Linked DNA regions of Mus musculus: all the other regions are linked to region 1. A link is a contact called in public promoter capture Hi-C data. All regions are on one chromosome and are shown on one strand. The core of a region is the stretch at or near the end of the contact, and the rest is flanking DNA. Distances in the headings are between cores, read along the strand shown.

The links. Promoter capture Hi-C pulls out the DNA fragments that hold promoters and counts their contacts.
Region 2: a contact with region 1 is called in a promoter capture Hi-C map of hippocampal neurons, with 4 times the contacts expected there. The contact joins the promoter of Champ1 here to the promoter of Gas6 in region 1. A contact is called at or near these places in 4 of 39 promoter capture datasets (the 3T3-L1 cell line, the C10 cell line, cranial neural crest and 1 more) and 1 of 115 datasets of contacts at active chromatin or transcription factors (bone marrow-derived macrophages).
Region 3: a contact with region 1 is called in a promoter capture Hi-C map of liver, with 3 times the contacts expected there. The contact joins the promoter of Lamp1 here to the promoter of Gas6 in region 1. A contact is called at or near these places in 1 of 39 promoter capture datasets (liver) and 1 of 115 datasets of contacts at active chromatin or transcription factors (pancreatic cancer cells).

Annotation. Positions count from the first base shown.
Region 1 is chr8:13,492,589-13,496,832 of GRCm38.p6, reverse strand. It overlaps Gas6 (growth arrest specific 6), which reads left to right and starts at 2,298. Exons shown (of 15, transcript NM_019521.2): 1 at 2,298-2,572; 2 at 2,821-2,987. The coding sequence starts at 2,494. It also overlaps a transcript of Tmem255b not described here.
Region 2 is chr8:13,867,460-13,871,703 of GRCm38.p6, reverse strand. It overlaps Champ1 (chromosome alignment maintaining phosphoprotein 1), which reads right to left and starts at 2,063. Exons shown (of 2, transcript NM_181854.2): 1 at 1,893-2,063.
Region 3 is chr8:13,157,024-13,161,267 of GRCm38.p6, reverse strand. Lamp1 (lysosomal-associated membrane protein 1) reads right to left here and starts at 2,107. Exons shown (of 9, transcript NM_010684.3): 1 at 1,834-2,107. The coding sequence starts at 1,879.

The sequences.
Region 1 (4,244 bases), core at 1,049-3,548:
CGATGCCCTCTTCTGGTGTGTCTGAATACAGCTATAGTGTACTCATACACATAAAATAAAGAAATAAATCTTTTTTTAAAAAACCTCTAATGTTCATCAATAAGTATATCCATAAAACTGAATATAGTGAGCAAAAATGAAAATATGCTGGTTGAAAAGGCCAAGCAAAAAATGTGGTTAATATAGATTTATGTAATGCTAGAAATTATGAGTTAATCTGTAGTAGCAGAAGCTGTTTTCTAGACTATGGGAACACAGGGGATGGGAGGGACATTGGGAAGGAAGAATTAGCAAAGGGGACAGGCACTCTTTGGATCCTGCTGTGTCATCTTGCTACACAGGTAAACACCTGGGCCTCAGGTACATCAAAAGCTATCTTATAGACACAACTTAAAGGCATTTCCATATATCGATAAGGCTATCGAACCCCAAACAGAAACCAAACTGAATGTTGGTTTGTTTCCAGGACAACTCATTTTAAAGAAGAACAAGAGCAATCTCAGTTCAAGTGTATTGCACAGAGAAGTGGCCTTGGGGACTGTGCAGAACTGGTTCCATCCAGACACAATGCTTCCACCCAATCTCCACAGCCCACCTGAGCTTATTCCTGACAAGAGAAGCAACCAGCTTTCCTTTCTGTAGCCAGATCATTCGCAACACCCCAGATGGCTCCAACCTCCTGCCCTGTGGGGCTGAGCCTCACCATTTCCATTGCAGGGCACTTCAAATGTGAAATATTTACCCGGGTCGTTTCTTACAGGTTTCCCATGGCTGCCTTGGAAAGGGAATTGTTTGTTTGTTTGTTTGTTTGTTTCATTTGTTTTGTTTGTTGTTTGTTTGTGTTGATGACTCGGTTGAGTGCCCTCCATCCAGCCTTCCACTTCCCTCCACATTTGCTTCCTCTTTGCTCTGTTTTCTAAGCCAAATCCAGGAGGATGCTCTCTCTTCATTAAACCAACGGTCTGTATAATGTGAGGCATCTTTACTGGGATGCCCAGCAGAAAGAATGCACTGGGAATGTAGGGGAGACTGAGGTCAAGGCTAAAGGAAGCCAAAAGATCTGGATAACTCCATCGAGCTGAGGTGGTGCTGGGTCCTGGTTGTCTGAGTCACGACCACACCATAGAAGCCAGAGAAGCTGTCTCTCATGGGGGGAGGGGGGAGGAAGGGATTCAAGTAACTAGAAAAATCAAATCATCTTTCCTCCAACCTTCCACAGGTGTACAGGCAGCAGCAACTGCAGACATGCAAACCACCTGACCTCCACCCATGCCCGTTCCTCAGAACCTTCAGAAATGGCGGACCTCTACTTGGCTTGGAATGAGTGTTCGTGAATAACCAACACCACTTTTGAAAACAGTGTTCCTTCTTAAGAAAGAGCAGAAAATTAATACGGCAAATATTCATTCCAAGCACATGGTGTCTGTAGGCCTGGGGCAGCCTTAGGAAATTCGGGGTGCTCTCTGGCTTCTGAAGTTCTTGGCTTGGTTTCCTGGGAGTGCCGTGATTCTGGTCTGGAAGCAGGCACAGCTTATCCAATTTTTAATTCCCTTTCAAGATGATTCCCATGGCAGTCATTTCTCTGAAATTAAGATATTTGTTAGCCCCACCTTCAAACGGATGACCTTAAAGAAGAATTCCACCAGTATTGACCTTGTGTGCTCCCAAGAATCTGGGTTGCATTCACCCAGAAAAGAGGGGGAGGGTGACTCCTTATCCTTTTCTATCAAAATGCTGAGGTAAGGATGTCTCAGGAACATCTACCCTATTGGGTTTTGGCAGGCTGCTGCATATCTGCATTCTGTGATTGGTCTGCAAGGTGTGTGTGTGTGTGTGTGTGTGTGTGTGTGTGTGTGCATCTATGACCTTGCAAAGTGCCCTGAGACAAGAGCCAGAAAGCTTTGGTACTGGAAAATACACAATGCTGCTTTCAGCCTGTGGTGTGGAAATCAGATTTCAGAGGGAATAACATCTTGCACCGTGGACCTCCACGCCACTGGGTGTGGCCACAGTTATTGTTTCCTTAGTGGATGTTGCATCTCTTTAGAAAATGTGCCCAAGAATGAAGATTCCGAAAACGATGTCTGCAGAGGAGGATAGAAAACGGTCAAATTGTACCTGGGCAGATGCCCAGATACAATTCTCCTTTCATTTTACCGCATTCTAGCAGTGAAATTTTGAGGATACTGGAGTCGAACCAGTCAGCCTGCCTTGCCTCACCCAGCTCGGCCCCGCCCCCAAAGGCCCCGCCCTACTCACACTAGGCCCCACCCCCACCCGCCCTAAGCCCCGCCCTCACCCGCTGCCTCCTTCACGGCCCAGAACCGCAGCGAGCGCCGGGTGCGGCGCTGCCGCCGCAGGGATGTGACCTTCACCGTCGCTTAGCCAGGATGACCGGAGCCCGTGTCTCGCGGCGTCCGCGCCTCGCTTCAGCCTCCCGGGTGCTCTGACCGCACGCTCCCGGCTGCTAGGCTCCCCGGCACCGGCCTCGCCATGCCGCCACCGCCCGGGCCCGCCGCCGCCCTGGGCACTGCGCTTCTGCTGCTCCTGCTGGCTTCCGAGTCTTCTCACAGTGAGTACCGCAGGGGTCCCCCAAACCCACTACCCCGTGGTGTGGGGCTCCAGGCCTGTACCCCGGCGCAGCATCCTGGTGCCGGGTACCCCAGACACCCTGGCATCCTGTCCCCGGACCTCTGAGCTCTAGGCATCACGGACCCGGAGCATCCCAGACACACAGGCATTACGATCCCCAGCATCCCAGACCCCCTACATTCCAGCCCCGAGTGGGTGTAGGTTGACCGTACACCCTTCTTTCTGCAGCTGTGCTGTTGCGGGCGCGTGAGGCGGCGCAGTTTCTGCGGCCCAGGCAGCGCCGCGCCTACCAAGTCTTCGAGGAGGCCAAGCAGGGCCACCTGGAACGGGAGTGCGTGGAGGAGGTGTGCAGCAAAGAGGAGGCCAGAGAGGTGTTCGAGAACGACCCCGAGACGGTGAGCGTGCGCCAGGGGTCGCGGGGTGGGTCCTGGGCGTCCCAGAACCCATACTTTTGGGGGCCGCAAGTTCCGACTCCCACCCTGTGAGGGTCCAGGAGACCCGGGGACTGTCGAATCCCAAACATCCTTTCTGGAGATGTAAGGATCCTTGTGTGGACCGCACCACCACGTGCACCCCAGAACTCTTAGACACTGAGCCTTCTTCGCACCCCCTTGCACTTCTCCATTCTTGAGCCCAAGTTTCTCAGTTGACCCACAAGTCCTCTCCTCTTCAGGAGTAGAAAGCGTATCCTTGAGTGGGCTCCACTGAGATCCCTTCAGTAGACTCTGAAACTAAATCTTCCCCTACCCTCGAAAAGAAAGTACCCGTGGGAAAAATCCGCAGTGATTTGAAACTCAAAGGCTTCCTAAGACTGCCAGTCCCTTTATTGGATTGGAGGTGAGGGGTGGGGCTCCTCTTTGGTCTTCCTCCGGAGGGACCCAGGGTTTTCCTGAAAGAGGAATTGAAAGATCTCAAAGCTGGAATTGCTTGCTGCAGCAGGTCCAAAAATACGATGGCTGGAATTGTGCTAAGAACATGCATACGGGCGGGTGGGGAGCAACGTGAGGAAGAGGGCCGGCACCTGCCTCTGCAAGGGCTGTGCTGGCCCAGGACAAACTTCTATTAATAATGTCCTTGGGGAATGGAGCAGGCGTACAGCCAACTGCAGCCAGCAGCCTATGTATGCACAGGACTCTCCCCAGAAGGTGCGCGTGGGGGCTGAGTGGATTCATGAGGGGAACACACCCCAGCGTAGGGCATGCGTGAGGTTGATTGAGATCTGGACTGGCCCACGGGTCTCCGTAGTGATGCAGAGCCCCCCCCCCACTCCCCCCCCCAACACCTGCCAAATCGGTATGGTTTCACAATGTTGGGTTCCGCTGGCATTTTCCCTTCAAAGAATTCTTCTGGGGTGAAGTAAGGATCACATGATGTTAGGATGGCGCTGTGTGAGCCATTGGGGCCTTTGCTTTGACTTGTGTCTAATCGGCTGACTGGACAATCCCTGTCAAAGCTGCTTTCCTGATAGCGGTGCTACAGCTGTTGAGTGTCACCATAGCTGCTTTGGCACTGTTACCCAGTGTGGAAGCCAAGATCAGGTGACAAGCTGTGCCCCACCCCTGCTCCCCCCTCCCCCACCCCACCTCCCACCCTCCCCTCACCATGGTGCTGCCCCAGGCATCTACAGCAGGATGGGGCAGATGGCTGATCTT
Region 2 (4,244 bases), core at 814-3,313, 380 kb before region 1:
AAAAGACTCTAAAAGTCTGCGCGCTGGTCCCTGGTGCACTCTGGCATCCGCACCTACTCCCTCCCACTTTCTTCCTGGAGACCTAATACTAGTTATGGACAGTCCTGCTTTGTTTCTTGACACAGGGTCTCTAGGCCGTCCTAGCTGTCCTGGAACTCATCATGTAGACCAGGCTGGCCTCCAACTCACAGAGCACCACTTTCCCCTGCCTCCCGAGTTCTTGGACGAAAGGCATCGAGTCACCATACCTGGTCTTGATAGTCCCTTAAAAATACACTTTGATATATGTTTTATGTTAAAACTCCAACACAGAACATGTGTGAGCTTAGTGGATATGTAAGCTACACTAGTTGCCAACTTAACACACCTGGGATACAGGAACCTCACCTGAAGAACTGTCTCCATCATAGTGATTTAATAGGCATCTGTGGAGCATTTTCTTGATTTATGATTGATGTGGGAAGCACAGCCCACGGTAGCAGGTACTGTCCCTAGGTGTGTAGGCCTTTGCTGTATAAGAAAGGGAACTGAATTGTGAGTTTGGGAACAAGCTAGAACACAGCTCTACTCTGTGTTTTCTGCTTGAGTTCCTGCCCTTAATTCCCTCAACAATGGACTATAACCTGTAAGATGAGATTGATCCTTTCCTCCCCACAGGTGTTTTTTGATCACAGCAACAGAAAGCAACCTAGGATGTTGGCACTATTAGTCTACGTATATACTAATAAGACTGTTCTTTCTTTTTTTAAAAAAAGATTCATTATTATACATAAGTACACTGTAGCTGTCTTCAGACACCCCAGAAGAGGGCATCAGATCTCATTACAGATGGTTGTGAGCCACCATGTGGTTGCTGGGATTTGAACTCAGGACCTTTGGAAGAGCAGTCAGACCTCTTAACCATTGAGTGATCTCTCCAGCCCAAGACTGTTTTTTCTTATTATTATTTTATTATATATAAGTACACTGTAGCTGTCTTACAAATGGTTGTGAGCCACCACGTGGTCACTGGGATCTGAACTCAGGGCCTTTGGAAGAGCAGTCAGTGCTCCCAACCACTGAGCCACCATCTCTCCAGCCCATAAGACTGTTCTTTATGAATAGCCTTTTTTTTTAAGGTTATACATTTTTGACTGGTTGTTTTTCTTTAAAAACTACAACAACAACAACACAAAGCACAAATAACCCTTACGTTTCTACACGTTTTCCAATTCCATTAACAACTTGTGTTGATCAGTGAGCTAATTTGTAACAAGTGTCACTTTTTTGTTCCCAAGTCCTGGGATGGAACCCAAGGCCTCACTCTTGCTAAGCACGGGCTCACCATCGAGCCGCAGCGTCAGCCTAATTTAGGAGATCCACAGTTTACAGGAGAGACAGTGCATGGCCACGTGTGTGCCACTAACAGTGTAGCTAATGGCTCTGAGTTCCTTGTGTTCTTGACAAGCAAGATCCGTTGACCTGGGGGTAGAACTTCTGGGCACCGAGCGATCTTTAGATTAATTAAATGTTTGGGAATACTAGATTGGCACCGGTTTACACTCCACAGTCAAGTGCCAAAGCGCTGGCCCTTTCTCGGGAAAACACCCCGCTAGGCTGCAGCCATCCATCCGAAAGGGTACCTGGGCGAGGCTAAGCCCGGATACGGTCCACGTCCAGAGACCTTCGGAGCCTCGGGACAGCAGCCCTAAAGCAGATTCCAGACCGATACCGCCCCCTCCCATCCTGTGCGCCGCCACGCAAGAAAAACACAAGGCTGGCCCCGGAGGCGGAGAGCAAGGATGAGGCCACCGGGCGCTCCGGCCTCCAGGCCGCGCCAAGCGCACCACGGCGCCCGCCCTCCCGCCGAACCCTGCAGCCCGTACCGAGGCGCCCGCCCGCCCGCTCCTCACCATCCGGCGAGGCGTCCTGAAGTGAAGAGGAGGAAACGCCCACAGGAAACTCTGGGCTGGCTGTGCGGCCTCGGGAATGGCGGCTGGACGCAGGACCAGCCGGGAAGTACCGCGCGCTCGCACCGGAAGTGCCGTCGCGTGCCTCCGGGTCGCCCCCTTCCCCCGGCCCCTAAGGTTCCCAGCTGGGCTGTGCCGGAGGAAGCAAGGGCCCAGCCCCAGGCCTGGGCTTCTGTCTCTTTGCTTAACCCCTCTTTTGATTGTTTGGGTTTTTTGTTTGTTTGTTTGTTTGGTAGGTTCGTTTTGATTATTTTTGTCTTTTGATTTGTTCCTTCCTAATAAGGATGCGTTCATTCATTCATTCCAATAAGACATACTGTCTAAACTAGAAATACAAGGCAAATACAAAGCTTTTCGAAGGCAGTAAACAGGTTTCATGTCTCCAAACACAAAACTCTAAAAATTGGCTTCAATTGCAATTGAAATGTATTCACTTTTAGTTTTAGTATTAGTCTGTTTGCTTTGAAAGATTGTGAGGACCTAGTTTACCTTACTTTATACACCTATGTAATTTCTTAAGCTTTTGCCTTTTTGTTGTTATTGGTGGTGGTAGTGGTTTGATTCCTTGCATTTTGGACTTGAATGATGATAGAAATGAACCCAGGGCCACCTTATTTAAGCATCCCACGCTGTCTGACACATAACACATTAGTGACTTTGTTTTTTTTTAAGACCGTCTCTCCCTATGTAGCCCTGATATCCACCTGTCTCTGCCTCCTTTCAGGTGCTGGGCTCAAAGGCACGAGCCACCACAAGCATTCCTAACCCACTTTTGGGAATCCATGACCGTTTGCACCAACAGTCACTGTCTAAGAGTCAGCAAGCACACTTCTTGATCCCAAGTGCTGGGATTAAAGGTGAGTGCCGCTAGGCATGGTGGTGCACGCCTTTAATCCCAGCACTCGGGAGGTAGAGGCAGGCAGATTTCTGAGTTTGAGGCCAGCCTGGTCTACAAAGTGAGTTCCAGGACAGCCAGGGCTATACAGAGAAACCCTGTCTAGAAAAACAAAAAAAATCAAACAAACAAAAAAAAAAATGAGTGCCACCACTGCCCAACTTGTTTTCAATTTTTGAGGTGCTGGAAGTCTAACCCTTGTTATTCTAAGTGAGGATGTTTGGCACCTTCAAGGAACTTAGGGGAGGAAAGGGTTTACTTTATAAGATACTGAGGAAACTCAAGGCAGGAACCTTGAGTAAGCAGAGACCTTGGTGCTATTCCTAGCTGGCTTTCTTCTAGATGGCTTGTTACCTTCCTTATACAGCCTAGGCCCACCTGCCCAGGTACGGAACAGCCCCCAGTGTGTGGGGGTCTCCCCACATAAGTTAGCAATCAAGAAAATGCTCCACAAAAATGCCCACTAGTGCTCTTACACTCTTGCCTCTCTTGCCTCTCGCCCCCTTGTTCCTCATCTCTCCCCATTCCCTTCCCCTTTCTCTCCATATGTTCATGGCTGGCCTCTGCTTCTCTGCTCTCTCCTTCTCTCTGCCTCTCTCTGCCTCTGCTACCCTCTTAACTCCCCTCCCCATGCCCTGAATAAACTCTATTCTATACTAAAAAAAAAAATGTCCAATAGTCAATCTGATGCAGAAAATCCCTCTGTTGAGGCTCTCTACAGATATCCTAGTGCTCTGAAGAATAAGGCCAGGGCCCCAGGCTGACAGCATCTGATGCTGAGTCCTGAGGCAGGTCTGAGGAATCTAGCAAGTGCCCAGAAGGCACCAGAACTGCTTCTGGCTGGAGAACCCCATTGTGAGAATTATACTGTAGTGGACAGATGATTTTGCTTGTTAAGGTTCTGTTGCATATTAAGCCAGGAAGGACTTGAGCAATGGCTCAGTAGTTAAGAGCATTGGCTGCCCTTCCAGAGAATCTGGGTTCTTCTCTTCCTGGAACCTGTTTGGAGCCAGGTTAATCCAAGGCTTCCTCAGAGGTTCCAATGAAAGGACAAAGGGAACATTAGTTCTGTGTCCTTGCCAAGAGGCTGACTTGGTAGGTCTAGTTTGGGGCTAGGGCCGGGACCTGAAAGGAGTTAAAGTTTCAGTCCCTGGGAAGCCAACATTCCTTTCTCCTTTACCCCCACTCCCAGGGTATGGTCTTAAGGCAGCTGTGTCTATGTTCTCTTTGCCAACACTGATTTAGCTTTCTGTTGACCTTGGCCCATTTCCTGCTACTAAGAGAATGTAAGATGCTGCATTTATTAGTAACCTTGCCTGGCATGAGCCATAGCTGTGCTAGACTTCCTGATCCCAAACCTGCCTATCTTTTTACTCCCTGCTCCTTCTTCTCATGCTCTT
Region 3 (4,244 bases), core at 858-3,357, 340 kb after region 1:
TGCTCTTCCAGAATTTCTGAACTCAATCACCAGCAACTATATGGTGACTCACAACCATCTGTAATGGGATACAATGTCCAGAGGTCTGTCTGAAGACAGCTACAGTGTACTCATATACACTAAAACAAACAAACAAACAAACAAAAACAAAGCAAAACAAAAAAGGGCCAGGTCAAGATAACAATATCTAAGTTGGGTCTAACAGAATATGAACTCAAAATTACAAGACTACTGAACCGCTGGACCACCAATCTAGTGAAGAATTCAAGGTCCCACAATCCAGGATAACTTTAATTAGACTTCTCATACTTCTAGACTGACCAGGCTCATCCAGAAAGGGGAAGGTCATAGGGTTAGCCCTAACAACCGAACAGTTCCATTAAGCAATCCTACATACTAGTTTCAGTTCACACTAGTCTGTTGTCTATTAAGCACTTAAGCAGCTTGGAGGTGATAGCAATTAATGTAGGAACAATTAACAATCCCATCGTTACAGAGGTTTTTTTTTAAGATAAAATTATTTTTGAAGTCACACAACCAAGATCCTGTCTAAGTTGTTAAAGTCCCTTTGTGAAAGCTGGGACAATTTATGGCACAGGGGCACTCAATCAGGGTCACAGACTTTCCCTCTCCACTTAGATTTTGCTTTGAAACAGTGTCTCACTTTGTAGCCCAGGTTGGCCTCCGATTCACAGAAAGTCTCCCACATAAGCCTGCTAAGTGCTTAGATTACAAACTCAGGCTGACCCAACCTTAAAATTCCCCTGCCTCAGCCTCCACGGTCTAACAAGTGTGAGCCACCACTGATTAGTTTAGTTTATTCATTCATTCGTTTATTTATTTCATTTTTGCAACAGGGTCTCCGGTCCTGGCTGTCTTAGAACTCATTATATAGACCAGAATGGCTTGTTAAAGAGATCGTCCTGACACTAGCTCAGGATTAAAGGTATAAACCACTATGCAAGCCACAAGGTAGTTTGAAAAACATGAAGAGGCCTAACCTGGCTGTCCTTTGGATTTTATCCCAATCAGCATTTAGGAAGCAGAGACTACGAGAACCTGAACCTGTGAGTTTCAGGCCAGCGTGGTGGTGAGACACCCCTCCCCCCATTTTAAAAGTATAAAACAGTCTAAGGGTTTAAGTCGTTTTTGGCTGTGCTGGAGATTGAACTCCAGCTAGTTACCAAGCCATTCTGACACAACAGAACTTGTTTCGGCAACTCGTATATTAGCTACAACTCCTGAACCGTGAAGGGTCACAGGTCCCCTTAGCAAGGCTTCTGGGTTAAGACCGCCGAGTAAGCGCACCTCTCACGGACCAGAGAGTTCACACAAGTAGCAAAATAAAAGAAAGGGTAAACGAATTCCATAAAGTCACAGTCACAGAATTTGGGGGTGTGAGCCTCTGTGCCCAGGAGATTTGGCCAGCCACCTCTCTCCCGTCCTGAAGATGCTGGCACCGCAGCGAAACGCTCCGCGTTGCCGGGATACAGCGGCGAGGAAGGGCACCCGGCACCCCAGGCAGGGTCCGAGGCAGCACCCAGTCCTCTCACAAGGCAGCTCAGAGCCAGCAGCACTGCCTGGCAGGAACTCCAGCCCAGCTCCTTCCAGAGCGGCTCAGACTGGGCTCCCAACCCGCACCTACGTCCTTAGGCCCGCACGGGCTCCCAGGCGGCGAGCGCCACTGCGGAGCGGGCGGGCCGGCTCGAGGCCTTCTTGACGCCCGCGGCTCCGGGCGCCCCGTCCCCGCCCGGCCTGCCGCTCTGTTCCCGTCCGTCCCGAGACACCGACCCCGCCCGGCCCTCCTTCTCTCTCCCTCCCTCTCGGGCTCACCCAGCAGCAGCAGGAGCAGCGGCCGCCGGGCGCCGGGGGCCGCCATGGCGCGACGCAGCCGAGGCCGGAGGACGGCGGTTGCGCGGGCGGCGAGGCCGGCGGGAGGGCGCGTCCACCGACTCGAGAGGCCCCGCAGCTGCGGCGCCGGCACGGAGAGGACCCTGCGGCCGGCAGCGCCTGTCACGTGAGCAGTGCCGCGCCCGCCGGTCACGTGAGCCGAGGGTCTCGCGAGAGCCCGTGGACCGCCAGCTTACTCCTCACTTCTTCGGGAGGCTCCGTTCCGCACGTGATGTGGTCACGTGCCAGTCGGCATCACGTGGGCGCTGGACCACGTGATATCTTGCCCTCTCCCCACCCCCTTCCCCCCCCCCCCCCCACGGCCTTTCTCCCGAGTGTCCCGAAATGGAAAGTAGGTTGTGGCTTTGAGTAAGGGAAGGAGAAACGCTGTCGGAGAAAGTGAAGATGGAAACAGGAAGCCATGAAGGCTGGACTGAGCCCCGTAGGCCAGCTACATGCCACAGTTCAGGTCCAAGCCCCTGAAGGCCTGCAGCCCAGTGGTAGTCTTGGTTGAGAGCCATGTCTAGGTCAATACCAGTGTTTACATCCCAGGACAGTGTGCATATCCATTTCGAGGTGGGTATTCCCATCTAGACCCGTGCCCCAGGCCCAGGCTGACCTCCACTTTCAGGCTCACATACTAGTGTCTAGGGTCAGCCCCGAATGTGTCCCATTCGGTGATCCAGGCAGAGGACAGTCCTTTAGGATACGTAGATGGTGGGAGATGTGGAAAAGATACTTTTTAAGAGATAGGATTTCAGAATATATCTTTAGCCGGCCTCAAACTCAGAGATCAGCCCGCCTCTGCTTCCTGAGTGCTCAGATGATGTGTGTGGGCGCAGTGTTCTTGACCATTCCTGGCTGCTTAAGGGCATGTGGATGGTCATCTTACCTGAGATGACTATTTCCATGAAGAGTTCAATACTAAAGTATTTTCCTCTTTTGTGAATGTCACACTCAAAACTCGAGGATTGGTTTGATGTTTGGGGACATGGCGTCACCCTAAAGCCCAGGTTGACCTGGAACTCGCATGGACCAGGCTGGCCCCACACTCTGGGCAATCATCCTGTCAGGAGCGCAGAGATTACAGGTGTGTGCCACCATGGCATGAATAATCTGAGCTTTTATGTTATTATATTGTTTTGGAGACAGGGTCTCTCTATATAACCCTGGCAATCCTAGAACTCATTACTTAGACAGGTTGGCCTCAGACTCAAGAGATCAGCCTGCCTCTGCCTTCAGAGTGCTGGGACTAAAGGCCGGAGACCACCAGATCTACCTTGAAGTCCTCAAGTTTTAGCTTGAGGATTCCTCCTGTTAACAGATTTTTCATTCAAGCTGAGTTCTTCCTCCTCAGAATTGTAGACCCAGTAACAAAACTTAAAAGCTGTTTATGTAGTGGACTAGTTTATTCTGTGACCGGAGAATAAGAGTGGTTGGAGAGATGGCTCATTTGTGTAGGACCTTGGTTCCAGTCCCATCACTCACATGGTTCACAACTATCCAGTTCCGGGGAGCCTGATGCCCTCTCCTGACTTCTGAGGGCACACCACACCTGCCTATGATGCACAGGCCTACCCTATATTCAAGCAAAACTCTCATGCACAAAATAAAGTGAAATTTTAAAAAGAAACTGGGAGAAATGGGTCAAAGATCACTTTCTAAAGGAGGGGGGTCTTTTTAAGATGGATATAACGGTGTGGGTGTGCATCCCTTTAATCCAGGACTTGGGAGGCAGAGGCAGGTGGACCTCTGCGTTCTAAGCCAGCCAGGGTTACAGACTGTCAAAAACAGGGAGTGGAGGAGCAAGGCAGAAAATTAGAAGGAGGTATGGGGGCACAAGCTTGCAATCACAAGACTCTGCTTACTTCTCCATTGATGTGATAAAACTCTATGATCTAGGCAGCTTAGAGAGGACTCATCTGGGGCCAGAGAGTTAGGAGTCCATTGTCATCCCTGTGGGGAGCATGGTGGTAGGGAAGCAGCTGAGAGGGTGCATTTTGATCCACAACAGGAAGCAAAGAGAATGCTGGGATGGCTTCCTTGTGACGCTGTCTATCAGCAGTCCTGTAGCAATGTTGTCAGTACACAGTTTCTGGCTTTGGAGTGTTCTCTGAATTAGAGAACTAATTTTGGGCACAATCCGAGGACTTCTAAGATGTTTGTTTCTCCTAAACATTCTGATATAAAAAACCCTTCCAATTAATTTTTTGAACAGAAACAAGAGCCTCCTACTGAGTTGTGCTTTCCGGCCCCAAGTGCCTTTTAATTTTGCCACTATTGGTGACGGACAGAACTCCTGAAGCATCTCCAGTACTCCTGCAGCTAAGATGTAGATATTGGCCAGAGAACAT